Regions from separate parts of the Danio rerio genome. Here region 2 is linked to region 1. The links are chromatin contacts, called in public Hi-C maps. All regions are on one chromosome and are shown on one strand. Each heading gives the region's core, a stretch centred on a gene start, on an enhancer-like site or on the middle of the called end of the contact. The rest is flanking DNA. Distances are from core to core; before and after follow the strand shown.

The links. A called contact is a pair of places that touch in the nucleus more often than the background predicts.
Region 2: a contact with region 1 is called in a Hi-C map of an unstated tissue, with 1.8 times the contacts expected there. The contact joins the enhancer-like site here to the promoter of bcl2l16 in region 1. A contact is called at or near these places in 2 of 18 Hi-C or Micro-C datasets (caudal fin and an unstated tissue).

Annotation. Positions count from the first base shown.
Region 1 is chr8:62,655,626-62,663,361 of GRCz12tu, reverse strand. It overlaps bcl2l16 (BCL2 like 16), which reads right to left and starts at 3,335. Exons shown (of 3, transcript NM_001172402.1): 1 at 3,221-3,335; 2 at 876-1,228. The coding sequence starts at 3,335.
Region 2 is chr8:62,693,298-62,701,033 of GRCz12tu, reverse strand. The region is part of intron 2 of adgrd2 (adhesion G protein-coupled receptor D2); the gene reads right to left. fgf17 (fibroblast growth factor 17) reads left to right here. Exons shown (of 5, transcript NM_214808.1): 3 at 4,038-4,218; 4 at 6,087-6,193. Among named protein-coding and RNA genes, the nearest start is that of fgf17, 5.0 kb to the left of the region's middle. Within about 2 kb of position 4,148, at least 6 of the 62 cell types and tissues checked have an H3K27ac peak or open chromatin away from gene starts, as enhancers often do.

The sequences.
Region 1 (7,736 bases), core at 2,086-4,585:
TTATCTAGATTTATTATTAAAGTTCCGAGATATAACTTATTTACCTCAGGAGTTTCCCTAAATGAGATGGTGAAAGTAAACATTAACATGGACATCTTAATGTAGGAATAAACACAATAAGGGTGTGAAATTCATATTAAAATCTGTTTTATTTATATAGTGCAGAGTGTATTTATAATGTTTTTATGCGAAGTATATATTTTGAAAAAGGGAAAAACAATATATCATTGTATGAATGCTGTAATGTTTAAATAATTTACCATTAAAAACGCGTGAAGGTCATGTGACCATCAGGAAGAATGCAGCATCTCATTTCTCAAAGGACGCGTTCTCTGCCCTCGTGGTCCCCCGAGTTCGTTCTTCTGACGACACCTGGCAAGACCGCTCTCCACAAGAACGCAAGTCCGTTCTTTGCGTTCTTGGAATTGAGAAACAGCCCATGACAAAACAAGTGCTCGACCCAAGAAAACCCGAGCCGAGCACAACAGGACAGGACAAGACAGGGCTAGTGTCCGGACTCTGCGACCAAAACAAGAATTTACACAGTAACAGTAGTTCAGCGATGGCTGATGACGTTTTTACGAGGACACAAGAACGCAAGTACAGGCAAGAACGCATATTGAGAAACAGCCCTGATCTGAGAATTTAACTGAGAACAAACAGGAAGTGCATTTAAAGATTTAAATTTTAGATTACAAGGGCAAACTATTATTTTGTCTCAATGACCAGCACACATGAATCGTTCAGCACAAAACTAGCAATGTGAGCGAACAAAATCAATATGGTTAGTTTGGATTTCATACGTATTTAAAAACGAACAGACTGAAACTAACATCTAAAAAACTGTATTTCAGCTGATCTTCAGTGCCACTCACCCATCCTCCTTTGTCCCGGATCTCGGGGCAGATGACCCTCTCCACGTAGCTGCCCACACACTCCTGTATCTGCGGCGTGATGTCCTCCATGCCCCTGTCCTGGCAGTGCAGAGCCAGCTGACCAGCCAGAACGAACACCGACAGCACGGCGCTCCAGGCCAGATCCCTGCGCCTCGTGGGAGCGAAGTGTTCGTCCAGGATGGAGAGCAGCGTGGGGCAGGCCGTGTGCTCCGTCACGTCCTGGAAAACTCTCGGCCAGCGGCGAAAGAAGATCGGGAAGCGGATCAGCAGCTCGTCTCCAGCGTGGCGCAGGGCAGCGGAAGCACGGGAAGGTGCCGGACACAACGGGACGCCTAGTTTGGACACAAGGATATTTTAGCAAACGAAAACTAAAGGCAACATTGAGCACGATAACAATGAAGATAAAAAAATCGTTCACAGTCTACATGGAAACCAAATCCGCTGATTTTAATACAATTTTAATAAGACAATACTCTGATTGAGAGTCTACGATGTAAACAGAGATTTTTGATGACCTTAATACGACAGAAGTCATAATAGAACTAAACAGAAATGGAGAAAAGAACGATGTAGTGACCAGTGTTTCCCAAAACCCGTAGTTTCTCTATCGCAGATCCATGGCTTGAACCACGTTAGTTATGCTGTAAAGCGCCCATAATGATGCTCTAAACGGGGTGGAGGAACTACTTCTTTAGAGAAAAACCCATAACTTCTTTGTGCAAATTATATTGCTTTACACGCACACGCATTTAAAATAAATTTAAAAACATGCACTCGCTTTCCATATTAACTGAAATATATGTAAATGCCACATATGGTTTGCTTTACTAATATTATTGAGAAGTTGAACATTACATATTCTATTCTAAATCGCTTACAAAAGCTAACACATATTCTAATATCATATATAAATACATAAATAATGAGGCTATTTATTATGAAATAAAATATAATATTATTATTTATTAGTAATGAAAAAAAACACACTTTAATAGTAATATTAATGATTATTGTGATGATGAGGATGATAATAATAATAATAATAATAATTATTATTATTATTATTATCAATAATTTTAATTATTATTATTATTATGTAGGTAATTGTTTATTTATTTATTTATTTTTTTTAAGTCTACTTTTACAATTTAACACATTTAAACCACTGCAGAAATGTTCTACCCAGCAGGCCCATGTCATATACAGTACAGATACTTAATAAATAACCCATTATAAGTTATAAGAATTAACGTCAGCTTTTTGTTTTCACAAACTTTGGCGACGTCACATAAATTAGTAAACACCACTTTTAAATAATACGTCACCTATAGCTTTCATTATGAGGCTGTGTTCAAAATGTTTTCAAAGTGCACTGTGAAGGGAGCACGATTGTAAATATGAAGATCGTTAAAACTGAACTGTAAAAATAGTTTGGAAGCAAATTACAAAGAGAGATGACCTTAATGCTTTTTCATTTTTAATAACTCCAACTTTGAATGTTAGGATGTTCTTAATGAATAGGGCACAGGGGGGGATAAGTGGCAATAGAACACAGCCAGAAACTATGTTTCTAACTACAGCTCCAGAGGTGTAGTTGCCAGTGCTCAAGTTTGCGACGCAGTTTGTGAATGTACGTTGTAGCTACTGATTTAGGAAACGGCAAATTAACAAACTATGTTTGTAACGCTGAAACTTGCGACCTTAGTTGGCTAACCATGATTTTGGGCAACGCACCCCTGTATAGTTAAACATTATTTCCAGTTGTGAATTGCTTTATGGGATGTTGTTCTCTACTCTGTCCACTTTTGATGAAAATTCAAGTCTATACTGTAAAAAATATCCCTAAATGATCAGTTTTCCGTATTTTTATGATTCATGTTTTTATTTTTGCCACTTTATTTCTACTTATGAATTACATTATAGCATCTTGATCTTTCTTCCAACAACTTTTAACCATGAAAAGTTGGAAAAAGTGACTTTTATTGACGTGTAATAGTGTGCAGTGCTATATTGTTTGGGTTGGTGTTGTACATTACACTACAAACACCTTGTAATAAACTGCAGCACATTTTCTCTTATTTTCTACACTCATTTCTCTAGATATTATTTTTTATACATTATATTATCTCCAACTACTAAAATGTTAGTAAAAGTCACTTTGTTAAACGACAGAGTTGAATTTTCTACATCAACAGAGAACAGAGCAGAGATCAACATCCCATAATGCAACTCACAACCACAAATAAACCCAAAAACACTATTAATTAGCAGATATTTTTTTACAGCGTAACGCAAATTTTAAAATAATACAACAAAACTATAACCTGGTTTGGCTGTCACGTAGCTGATGTAGTCGTACGCCATCAGAAAAGCTTCACGCACTAGTGGATCTGGACTGTTCAGGCCTCGACCAATCACAGCGTCGTCTGACCGTCCCATCAGCTCAGATACACACAGGTCAAACTTTAAATGTCCGAATGTTGTGTTTAGGTCTCCATCCATGCCATTGTCATCTATATAAGCTGCGTGTTCTGATTATCCAGATCTATGAAAAGAAAACTCAAGATCAGTTTTCAGAGTTTCATTCATTCATTTTCCTTCAACTTAGTCCCTTATTTATCAGTGGTCACCACAGCGGAATGAACCACCAACTCTTCCAGCATATGTTTTACGCAGCGGATGCTCTTCCAGCCATCCCAGTACTTGGAAAATAATAATAATAATAATAATAATAATAATAATAATAAAAATAAAATAAATAAAATAAAATACTCAAATTTTAATTCACATCTTCTATGTTTAGTATTTAAATATTTGTTTTCAAAATATATATTTATTAATTCTTAAAAAAATAATAGAAATAATGTTGGATATTATTTTTTTTTTGCATTTATTTATTTATTTACAAAATGTTTGTTATTTGAAAAAACAGCCCAAAAAAAAACGAATTTTAAATAATTAAAGAAATTAACTACACAATGGCAAACATTTAAGCCCCCCCCAAAAAATAAATAAAAAAATACAGTCCCTCCAGGATTTTGGAGATATTTTGTTAATATATTTCCAAACTAAAATGATTTTGTTACAGCTTTTCTCAAAACTTATGTTAATGGTTGCTTAAATTCTTGTGTTGTGCAATGAAAATTACTAAAACATTTGTTTTTTTTTTGTATCTCAAGAACCTTTGGCATCTTGGAGGGTCTGAAAAATAATAAATAAATTCTTAAAAACAGAAAATATGTAAAGAACACGTTCAAACCCTGCATTTTCAATATTATAGTTATTATGGTTGTAAATTGAAAATTATCATGAAATATGAAATAATCTGACCTGAAAATCACTTCCCCCCAAACAATTAATCAAAAATCATTTATTTACATCACTACAACAATACATTTAAAATTGTTTAGAAAATAAAATGTCATGCATTGTACATGAAAAATCTTAATAAAAAATATATTATATTACATTATATTACATTATATTATATTATATTATATTATATTATATTATATTATATTATATTATATTATATTATTATAATAATAAGGAACTTTTCTTAAAAAAAGAAATTACATTTTCAAAACCAACATGAATACTATAAACATGGCATATATAAATTAAAGTAGATTTTTCCTTGTTTTTCTAGTTGAAATTCTTGTTGTCACCTTTCTAGAAGCAGCTGCAACATTCAAAGAAATAAAACAAGTTAACATGACAAGATTATCATCATAATGTAAATGTCCAGATTGTAGAACATGATCATCAACCAAAGCAAATCTGAAGTTCACACACGCCAAAATGAAAGGCCCGTTGACTTACCCTTTTCTCACAGACGTGAATCATGCCATGACCAAACAACTGGGATCATTTAACAGCTGACAGAAGTGCAACATACAACTGGAGATTCTCAAGAGGGAACCGATCACATGTGCATGCTGTCGTTGATTATATTTCCTTCTGTTGTCTGTAACAGATCCAGTGCATGAACAGTTATCCAATGACACTAAGACTCTTCATGGGTACAGCTATAAATACTCCACACGCAGTAACACTCGGACAAGAGGCGCTCATAACCTTTCTGTGCCTATACAGTGTGTGTTTGTTTATAACGTATGCTTTCAGAGTAATTTCAGGCTATTCTGCATTGTAATAGAGTAGTATATTTTGGAGGGGTGAAAAAAAGATTTTATGGCTTTTAATTTGGAAGTTCTTTCTCAAAAAGTGCTTTCATTACAAACAGGCAGAGTTTTAAATGGAACATAAAACATCAACAATGGAGGATTTTTTTAAATATATATGGAGCTTGTGGTATAAAAAAGTCCAAGAAAAATAAACAAAAAAGTTCCAGAAAATTAGGATAAAGGATTAAGCGCAGATTTGCGAGAGCGGTGATCTGAGTGAACATGCAATACCTCTCCCTGACATTAGATGGCGCTTAATGAAAAACAGAAATACTCCAGCCGCACGTTAGATTAGCATTTTCATTTCTGTTTTAGCTCCTCCACTACAAAACACAAACACCTACTCAAATGCTTGCGGAAAAATTATTTAAATAAAAAAAAAATCTTTAAATCGATATATACATATCTGTCAGATACACACCCACCGTTATTTTACTTTAGTGAAATGTTTAAATATCGAGGAAAATATCAGTATATAGGTCAGATACACACCCACCGATATCTGACTTTGGTAAAATGATTATTTTTTGGGGGAAAATATCTGTAAATCAATATATCTGTTAGATACACACCCACCGATATCTGATTTTGTTAAAATGCTTAAATAACTGGGGAAATATCAGTAAATTGCTATTTTGGTCAGATACACACCTACTGATACCTGATTTTGGTAAAATGATTAAATATTGGCGGAAATATCTGTAAATCGATATATCGGTCAAATACACACCCACTGATATCCGACTATGGTAAAATGCTTAAATATCGGAGGAAATATCTGTAAATCGATATATCGGTTAGAGACACAACCACTGATACCTGATTTTGGTAAAATGCTTAAATATCAGGAAAATATCTGTAAATTGATATATCTGTCAGATACACACCAACCTATATCTGATTTTAGTAGAATGCTTAAATATTAGGAAAAATATGTGTAAATCAATATATCGGTCAGATACACACCCACCGATATCTGATTTTTGGAAAATGCTTAAATATCCTGGGAAAAAGTCTGTAAATATATAAATATTGGTCAGATACACACCCAACGATATCTGATTTTGGGAAAATGCTTAAATATCAGGGAAAATATCTGTAAATTGATATATCTGTCAGATACACACCAACCGATATCTGATTTTGGGGAAATGCTTAAATATCGAGGGAAATATCTGTAAATTGATATATCTGTCAGATACACACCCACCGATATCTGATTTTGGTAAATTGCTTAAACATCCTGGAAAATATCTGTAAATATACAAATATTGGTATGATACACACCCAGCGATATCTGATTTTGCTAAAATGCTTAAATAACTGGGGAAATATCACTAAATTTATATTTTGGTCAGATACACACCTACTGATATCTGATTTTGGTGAAATGATTAAAAATTGGTGGAAAAAGCTGTAAATCGATATATCTGTCAGATACACACCCACCGATACTTGATTTTGGTGAAATGCTTAAATATTACGAAAAATATCTGTAAATTGATATATCTGTCAGATACACACCCACCGATATCTGATTTTAGTAGAATGCTTAAATATCGGGAAAAATATTTGTAAATCAATATATCGGTCAGATACACACCCACCGATATCTGACTGCGGTAAAATGCTTAAATATCGGGGGAAATATCTGTAAATCGGTGTATAGGTCAGATATACACACTCACCAATATCTGATTTTGGTAAAATGCTTAAATATCAAGGAAAATATCTGTAAATATATAAATATCTGTACGATACACACAAACACAGTGACATCTGATTTTGGGAAAATGCTTAAATATCAAGGAAAATATCTGTAAATCAATATATATCTGTCAGATACACACCAACCGATATCTGAGTTTTGACATGCTTAAATATCAAGGAAAATATCAGGCTTTGTTCATGTACCCTGCTTAAATTACAGTAAAACATGAGTTGGTGGCACTGATGCCAAGGACGAAATGGTCTAGCCGAGTACACAGGAATTGCAAATCAAATCTAATTCGATAGAGATTTTCCTTTCACTTAATTTAATTTCATGGCTTGTGAGTTTAACATGCAAACTTTGTTTGGTGGAGGAGGCTAAAAAGGAATGGAAACGCTTACGTGGTAGTAATTCATGAATTCTTGATGGTGCCAGTGAATTGACTAATGACAAATGACCTCCACAGTCACCAGCAGATGAGAAATCTGCAAGAACACCTGTAGATGGTATCATGTCAATATGGACCAAAGACTATGAGAAATGTTTCCAGCACCTGCTGAATGCCATGAAGAAGCAATGTTGACAAGATCAAGATAAACCAGTGGGTGTTAGTCACACAAATAAATTCATTATATACCAAAATTACTGTATGAAAGTAGCATTAAAAACATTTCAAGCTTGAGATGCTTCACATATCCACTAAAAATCACACTGACAGACATGTGCATGGTGTGTGATTGGCTGATTTTTTAAAACCCATACTAAACTCGACACTAGGGGGCGTTGTCATACTTATAAATCAACTGTACATACAATGACCAGCAAAACCAGTCCAAACTCTTCTCTCTCTCTCTCTCTCTCTCTCTCTCTCAGTAATAACAACATCTATGGGCTGCTGCCATGTGTGCAAATGATTCGCTGACTGCATTTTAAACTGTGATAATT
Region 2 (7,736 bases), core at 2,899-5,398, 37 kb before region 1:
ACAAATCTTTGCCCTGTCATAAATTGCATGCTTAGATTATTGAATGTTATAAAGTGAATAAAAATGTTGTCAATAAGACAGTTAGTTTAGTACCTGTCAAATGAACTATATGAGTTTCTAATAAACATTGTTTTCTATGAGAAACTGGTTTAAAATGATATACAGTCATTATGCGGGTCATTGAGGTTTTCTGAGGCCCTCTAGTGGCTCCCGGCAAGCCTCAAGTGGCCGCAAAAAATAAATAAATAAATACACACACACACACACACACACACACACACACACACACACACACACACACACATATATATATATATATATATATATATATATCAGAATTATTAGCCCCGTTTTTCCCCCCCGATTTCTGTTTAACAGAGAGCAGATTTCAACACATTTATAAACATAATAGTTTTAATAATTCATTTCTAACAACTTAATTTATCTTTGCCATGATGACAGTAAATAATGTTTCACTATTTTCAAGACACTTCGATACAGCTTAAAGTGACATTTAAAGGCTTAACTAGGGTAATAGGCAGGTTAGGGTAACTAGGTAAGTTATTGTATAACAATGGTTTGTTCTGTAGATTATCGAAAAAAATTGCTTATGGAGCTAATAATTTTGACCTTAAAATGTTTTTTGAAAAATTAAGAACTGCTATTAATCTAGCCAAAATAAAACAAATAAGACTTTCTCCAGAAGAAAAAATATTATCAGACAAACTGTGAAAATTTCCTTGCTCTGTTACACATCATTTGGGAAATATTTAAAAAATAAAAAAATAAATCACAGAGGGGCTAAGGATTCTGACCTCAGTATATTCCAGTAATTATTAAATTATATGATCAATTAGTCTTGACAGCATATGTTTTAGGCTTTTAACTTATTAAACTAAGTTAATCATGTAAGAACTTAATTTATAAGTCAGTTTAACATAATATAAGTTCAATTGACTCAAAGTTAATTTTATTCAGCTTAAAATGTAAGGCAACCAGGATTTTTACAGTGTATATTAAAGTACAGTTAAGATAATCCTGCAGTTGCTATTGAACACAACAATTACAGTAATGTAAATGAATGAATGCTGCAGTTTTCTACCACTATTATGCACTCTAAAAACATTGGGTTGTTGTAACCCAGCATGGGGTCAAAACTGAACAAATCCAATCTTTGGGTTTAAAAAAAGTGCAATTTAAATTTAATTAATACAAATTAATTGTTAAAAATTCTTGCTGTCTTAATTTTTAAGCTAATTCAAACTTACTTTGATAGTCGTGTCAACTTACATCAAACAAACTGACGGGCAAATATTAAGGTAAACTTTGTATAACTTAAAAAATTCATTTGAAACCGGATTGACTTAGTTAAAAATACATACAAATATTTGTTGTCTTGATTTTGTCATTTTTCCATTGTGTGTTTGTCCGTATTTGACCTAAAGTTGGGTTACAACAACAACCCAGCATTTTTAGAGTGTATAATAGTTGTAGGGTGACACGGTGGCTCAGTGGTTAGCCTCAAAGCAAGAAGGTCGCTGGTTCAAGCCCTGTAGTCGGCGTTTCTGTGTGGAGTTTGCATGTTCTCCCCATGTTGGCGTGGGTTTTCTCCGGATCCCCCACAGTCCAAACACATGCACTATAGGTGAATTGAGTAAGCTAAATTGGCCGTGTATGAGTTAGTGTATGGGTGTTTCCCAGTACTGAGTTGCATCTGGAAAGGCATCCGCTGTGTAAAACACATTCTAGATAAGTTGGCGGTTCGTTGCCGAGTGGTGACCCCAGATTAATAAAATGGCTAAGCCAAAGGAAAATGGATGATTATAAAATATGGTTGTCATAACTAAACTTTGTGTCAAATATGGACAGCTTATACAAATACAACTTAATTGTGAACAGTATTATAACCCAATGTGTGGGCTGGAGTGTATAGGCCATACAACACTATAGTAGATATTTACATTGAATTACAATTTTTTTATGTGGGAGAAATACAGTTGAAGTCAGAATTATTAGCCCTTCTGTTAAATTTTATTTTTTATATGCTTATTTTGTCCCTAATTTCTGTTTAACGGAGAGATTTTTCAACATATTTGTAATCATAATAGTTTTAATAACTCATTTCTAATAGCTGATTTATTTTCTCTTTGCCATGATGACAGACAGCACATAATATTTGACAAGATATTCTTCAAGATATTCAGCTTTAAGTGACATGTGATTCATGTTTTTATTTTTTTTTGTTTATTTCTGCTTTTGAATTTGCATTATGGGATCTTGATCTTTCTTCCAACAACTTTTAACCTTAAAAAGTGACTTTTTGTGTAATAGTTTGCAGTGCTTTATTGTCTGGGTTGGTGCTGTTTATACTCTACAATAACCTTGTAATAAAGCACAGCACATTTTCTCTTATTTTGCACACTCCTCTTTATAATATTTTAGTCACACTTTCCAATAAGGTTGTATTAGTTAATACATTTACTAACATGAACAAACAATGAACAATGCATTTATTGCAGTATTTGTTCATGTTAGTTAAGTTGTTCATTGTTAGTTCATGTTAACTCGCAATGCATTAACTAATGCTACACTGTAAAAATTATACGATCAATTAGTCCTGACAGCTTATGTTTTTAGGCCATTATAACTTATTAAACTAAGTTAATCACGTTCTTACCTAATTTTATAAGTTACACAAGCTGTTCTAGGTCAGTTTAACATAATAAAAGTTCAATGTACTCATACAGTTAATTTGATTCGGCTTAAAAATTTGAGGCAACCAGGATTTTTTTGCGGTGTAACAATCATGAATGTTGCTGTTAATAATGCATTAGTAAATGTTGAACGATCATAAATAAATGCTGTATAAGTATTGCTCATTATTAGTTCATATAAGTAGATGAATTGAAACCTTATTTTTAAAGTGTGACCATTATTTCTTATTTCAAACTACTAAATTGTCAATAAAAGTCACTTTGTTAAACTGCAGAGTTGAATTTTCAACATTAAAAGTGGACAGAGCAGAGATCAACATCCCATAATGCAGTTCACAACTGTAAATAAACCCAAAACACTGTGACTGTTCATTGATTTTTTACTGTGTAAGCAGGTGATTACAAGTCATAGCAGCCTATTAAAATAGGTGAACCTTTTCACAGTTATTCTATCAAATTATGAGGTTCAAATACTGCATTTTAGTGACATTTTAAGCAATAATTTTTGTTGGATTAGCTTGTTGATGTTTATCATTTCCACACTTTTTGACGTAACTAAAATATTTGCTATATTTTTGTGCTTACTATTCTATTATATGTTTACAAAAAAAAATGTGTTTACAAATGTGCATTGCGTTATCACAGTTTTATAAATAATGTAATGAGATTACAATTTTAACCTAAACTTTTTGAACAAAGAAATATTACAAAATACTTAATTTAAAATGCTAATTAATTATCATCCATAATTAAAAAAATAAACTATTAAGAATGTGTTCAAACTTGTTTTAACTGAAAACTGTAGCCCATATCCAAATAACTAACGAGCCAGCTCATTTCCTCAGTCAGATTTTGTCCATTTTAATAATAATTAATTATTTAAGTTGTCTTAAAGCCTTCACCTGTCTGTTATTTTCACAATGTTTAATGGCATGCTGTCAAAAATAGGACAAATGAGCTCACTATTTGATATAGTGGCCAAATTGTAGACTTTGTCAGTTGGAGTGGGTCTTTTGAACTATCCGAACACCCCTTGTTACTTGCCTGCAACAGTGGTTTCTTCTGACGATGCAAAAAATGCTTAAGGGGCTAATAATATTGACCTTAAAATGTTTTTTTTTAAATTAAAAACTGCTTTTATTCTAGGCGAGATAAAACAAATAATAAGAAAAAACATTATAGGAATTACTGTGAAAATTTCCCCGCTCTGTTAAACATCATTTGGGAAATATTTAAAAAAGAACAATGCATATGCAGCAGGAGGGCGAATAATTTAGACTTCAACTGTGTATGTGATCTTATTTTCCCTTTGCACCGAAAAAGGGGGAGAAGAATCACCCTTCTCCTAATTTTAAGCAGTATGTGAGGGAACAGGGCTCCCTGACGGACCAGCTGAGCCGGCGGCAGGTTCGAGTCTACCAGTTGTACAGCAGAACCAGCGGGAAACACGTGCAGATCCGCGGACACCGGGTCAGCGCCACCGCGGACGACGGAAACTCTTACGGTGAGCCGCGTTTTCTCTGCCCGCTGATCGAGTCATTCGGGCCGGGTTTCGGTGCGGGTGATGGCGCTGAATCGGCGGATGATTGATTGCGTCATTGACGGGTGCTTCAATAGGATTAATCGTTTGTCTTTTGTGTTGATTAGGATGTTAATTAGCTTTAAACAGCAAAGGGAAATGAGACTGAATGGAGGATTGGCTGATTATGGGCTTCCAGAAACCCAGATAACACAATGTTAAATAGGTGAACTTTAACTGTTTAACACGAGCTGTTGAGCTTTTAGCTTTACAAAAGGTCAAGTAAAATTATTTTTAAAATAAATATAAAGCTTCTTGTATTTCTGTCATCTTTCCTTATTTCTTTGCTCTTTTATTCTTACATTCTTTCTTAATTTTATTTCTTCGCTTTTTATTTTTTTTCCTTTTCTTTCTTTTAAAATCTTATTTTTTCTCTTTTTTGCTTAATTCTTTTCTTCTTTCCTCATTCGTTCCTTTTTCCTTCCTTCTTTCCGTTCTTTCTTGCTTACTTTCTTAATTTTTTATTTTTCCTCGTGCTTTATTTTTCTTCATTTTTTGATCATTCCTTTTTCCCCTTTTTCTTTCTGCATTCTTTTCCTTCATTCATCCTTTGCTTTTTCTTTATTTTTCTTTACTTTCTTTCTTTTTTTGTTTCTCTTTCTTGCTTTATTTTTCTTTCTTTGTTTTTTATCTTTCTATCTTTTTTCTAAATGTTACTCTTGCTTCATTCATTTCTTCTTTTTCTCTTTTTCATTTCATCATTCTTTTCCTTTTCCTTCCTTTCTTCATTTTTTGCTGTCTTTATTATTTATTTACTCTTTCTTTCCTTCAATAATTTCTTTCCTCTTTCCTACTTTCTTTGCTCTTTTATTCTTTAATTTTTTCTTAATTTTCTTTCCTTTTCGTTCTTACTCAACTTTCTTTCTTTCTTTCTTTCTTTCTTTCTTTCTTTCTTTCTTTCTTTCTTTCTTTCTTTCTTTCTTTCTTTCTTTCTTTCACCTTTCATCATTTTTTACATTATTTCTTGTTTTCTCTCTTTGCTCTTTCTATCCATCTTTCTCTCTTTTTAATTTCTTTTTCTTTAACTTTTTCCTCTTTCTTGCTTCAGTCTTTCCTGTTCCTTCATTCCTTCCTTTTCTTCCTTTCTTTTTTATCTTTACTTCTTTTGTTTTTATTTTTTCCTCCCTCATTCTTACTTCTTTCTTTTTTTTCTTTCCTTTTCCTGCATTTTCTGTCTTTTTCTTTAATTCTTTGCTCTTTCTTTCTTTTTCATCATTTATCATTCTTTTTGCTGTCTTCTTTCTTTCTTTTTTCATTTTTTAACCTTTCTTTCTTTCTTTCTTTCTTTCTTTCTGTATTTGCTCATTATTTGTATTATTATTATTTATATCTTTGTATTCAGTGTTGAAAGATATATTGGTATCACTTTATTTTGATGGTCCCTTTAACACATTTTGTTGAATTTAAGTTACCCTGCATCTACATGCCAACTAATTCTCATTCCATTATAAGTAGACTGTTAGATGGGGTTACGGTTAATTGACAAGTTTCTTATAGTCAGTTAAATGTCTGTTAAAGGAGCAGCATCAGCAGATATTAAGCAGTCTACTAATACCTAAGTGAGAAGGTGTGTAGTTGCAATGCAACTTTTAGTCAACAAAATGTGCAATAGGGGCCATCAAAATAAAGTGTTTCTGACATATTAGCTTCATATAAGGCCATTAACACAAGCAGAAGAGCACCAGCAAGTTTTTAAATGAGACGTTGAGGTAATCTTTGCCTCTTTTCATCATCTTGTCAGCAGTTCTGACAAATGTTTAAAGTCTCTGAAACCGTCGCTCTGCTTTTTACAGCCAGACTGTACGTGGAGACGGACACCTTTGGCAGTCGTGTTCGCATTAAAGGAGCCGAGAGCGGCAGATACCTGTGCATGAACCGCAGAGGCAAACTGGTGGGCAAGGTGCGTTATTTTTCACTGGTCACAAATGTCTTTTATCAGTGTTGGGCATCAGATTTTTCAGTACAGTAGATTGTACACTTTTCACGTTCAGTTTAGATCTTGGAAAATATTGCATGATTGTCCTAAGCTGAAGATATTTATAATAACACACACTGAATAAAAACATTCAGTTTTTTAAAGGTAAACGGTGCAAAACAATTGTAATGGGCTAGACAAACAAAATAAATGTAGTAATGTTTAACTTAATTTGTTTGTTTAAATTCAGCCTACATATTAGTTTGCAGCCACTTACCTTGAAAAAATGGTCAATTTAATTAATCATTTTTTCAGTGTATAATGTCGTTCGTTATTAGATAACACAGTTTAGGACAGTATTATCAGCCCTCCTGTGAATTGCACTAAACCTGTATTCAAGTAAAAGCACACATTTTTAAACGTACACAGTATAAGAAATCTGTAAATGAGCAGCTTTCTGTCTTTTGTAATTCATGTTTTTGTTTTTCCCAGTTTATTTTATGATTTTGAATTGCATTATGGGATGTGCATTTTTCTTCCAACAACATTTAACTCTTAAAAAAAGTTGTGAAAAGTGCCTTTTATTGACTTGTGTAATAGTGTGCAGTGCTATATCGTCTGTGTTGGTGTTGTATATTACGCTACACACACCTTGTAATAAACTGCAGCTCATTTTGTGGTTTTACACACTTATTTCTCTGGATATTATTTCTTACACATTATATTATTTCTACTAAAAGTCACTTTGTTAAACTGTAGAGTTGAATTTTCATCATCAAAAGTGGACAGAGCAGAGATCAACATCCCATAATGCAATTCACAACCGCAAATAAACAGAAAACACATGCGAATCAGGAATGATAAAAACTGAATTAACAGATATTTTTACAGTGTAGCCCGAACGTTGGCAGAAAAGAGCATTCAGAGAGTGAAAGGCATGAAGGGAGTTTGGCTGAATCTGTAGAGGAAACGGTTTTCACACCCGTTCAGATGTCAAGCCTACTTTTCCTTCACGGATGTGGAAAAAATGTCTTCATCTCGGTGTGTTTGCTGGGAGCAGAAGATGAGTGTGTCTCTGTGCTGACAGACGCTGCTGAACAATAACACACACACACACACACACACATGCGTTCACTTATATACACTTTCAGTTCTTGCTGGAAATCTGTGATTATTCAACTAATATCTGGAAAAACAATGTTGTGAAGATAATGAAAGCGGTTTAATTCTCCATCATGTCAGCGGAGATGTTATGATCACGACAAGTTCATTCATTCATTTTCTTTTTGGCTTAGTGCCTTTATTCATCAGGGGTCACCACGGCGGAATGAACCGCCAACTATTCCAGCACATGTTTTACACAGGGGATGCCCTTCCAGCTGCAACCCATCACTGGGAAACACACTCATTCACACACTAATCCATACACTATGGCCAATTCAGTTCATCAGTTCCCCTACAGCGCATGTGTTTGGACTTGGGGAAACCGGAGCACCCGGAGGAAACCAACACGGACACAGGGAGAACA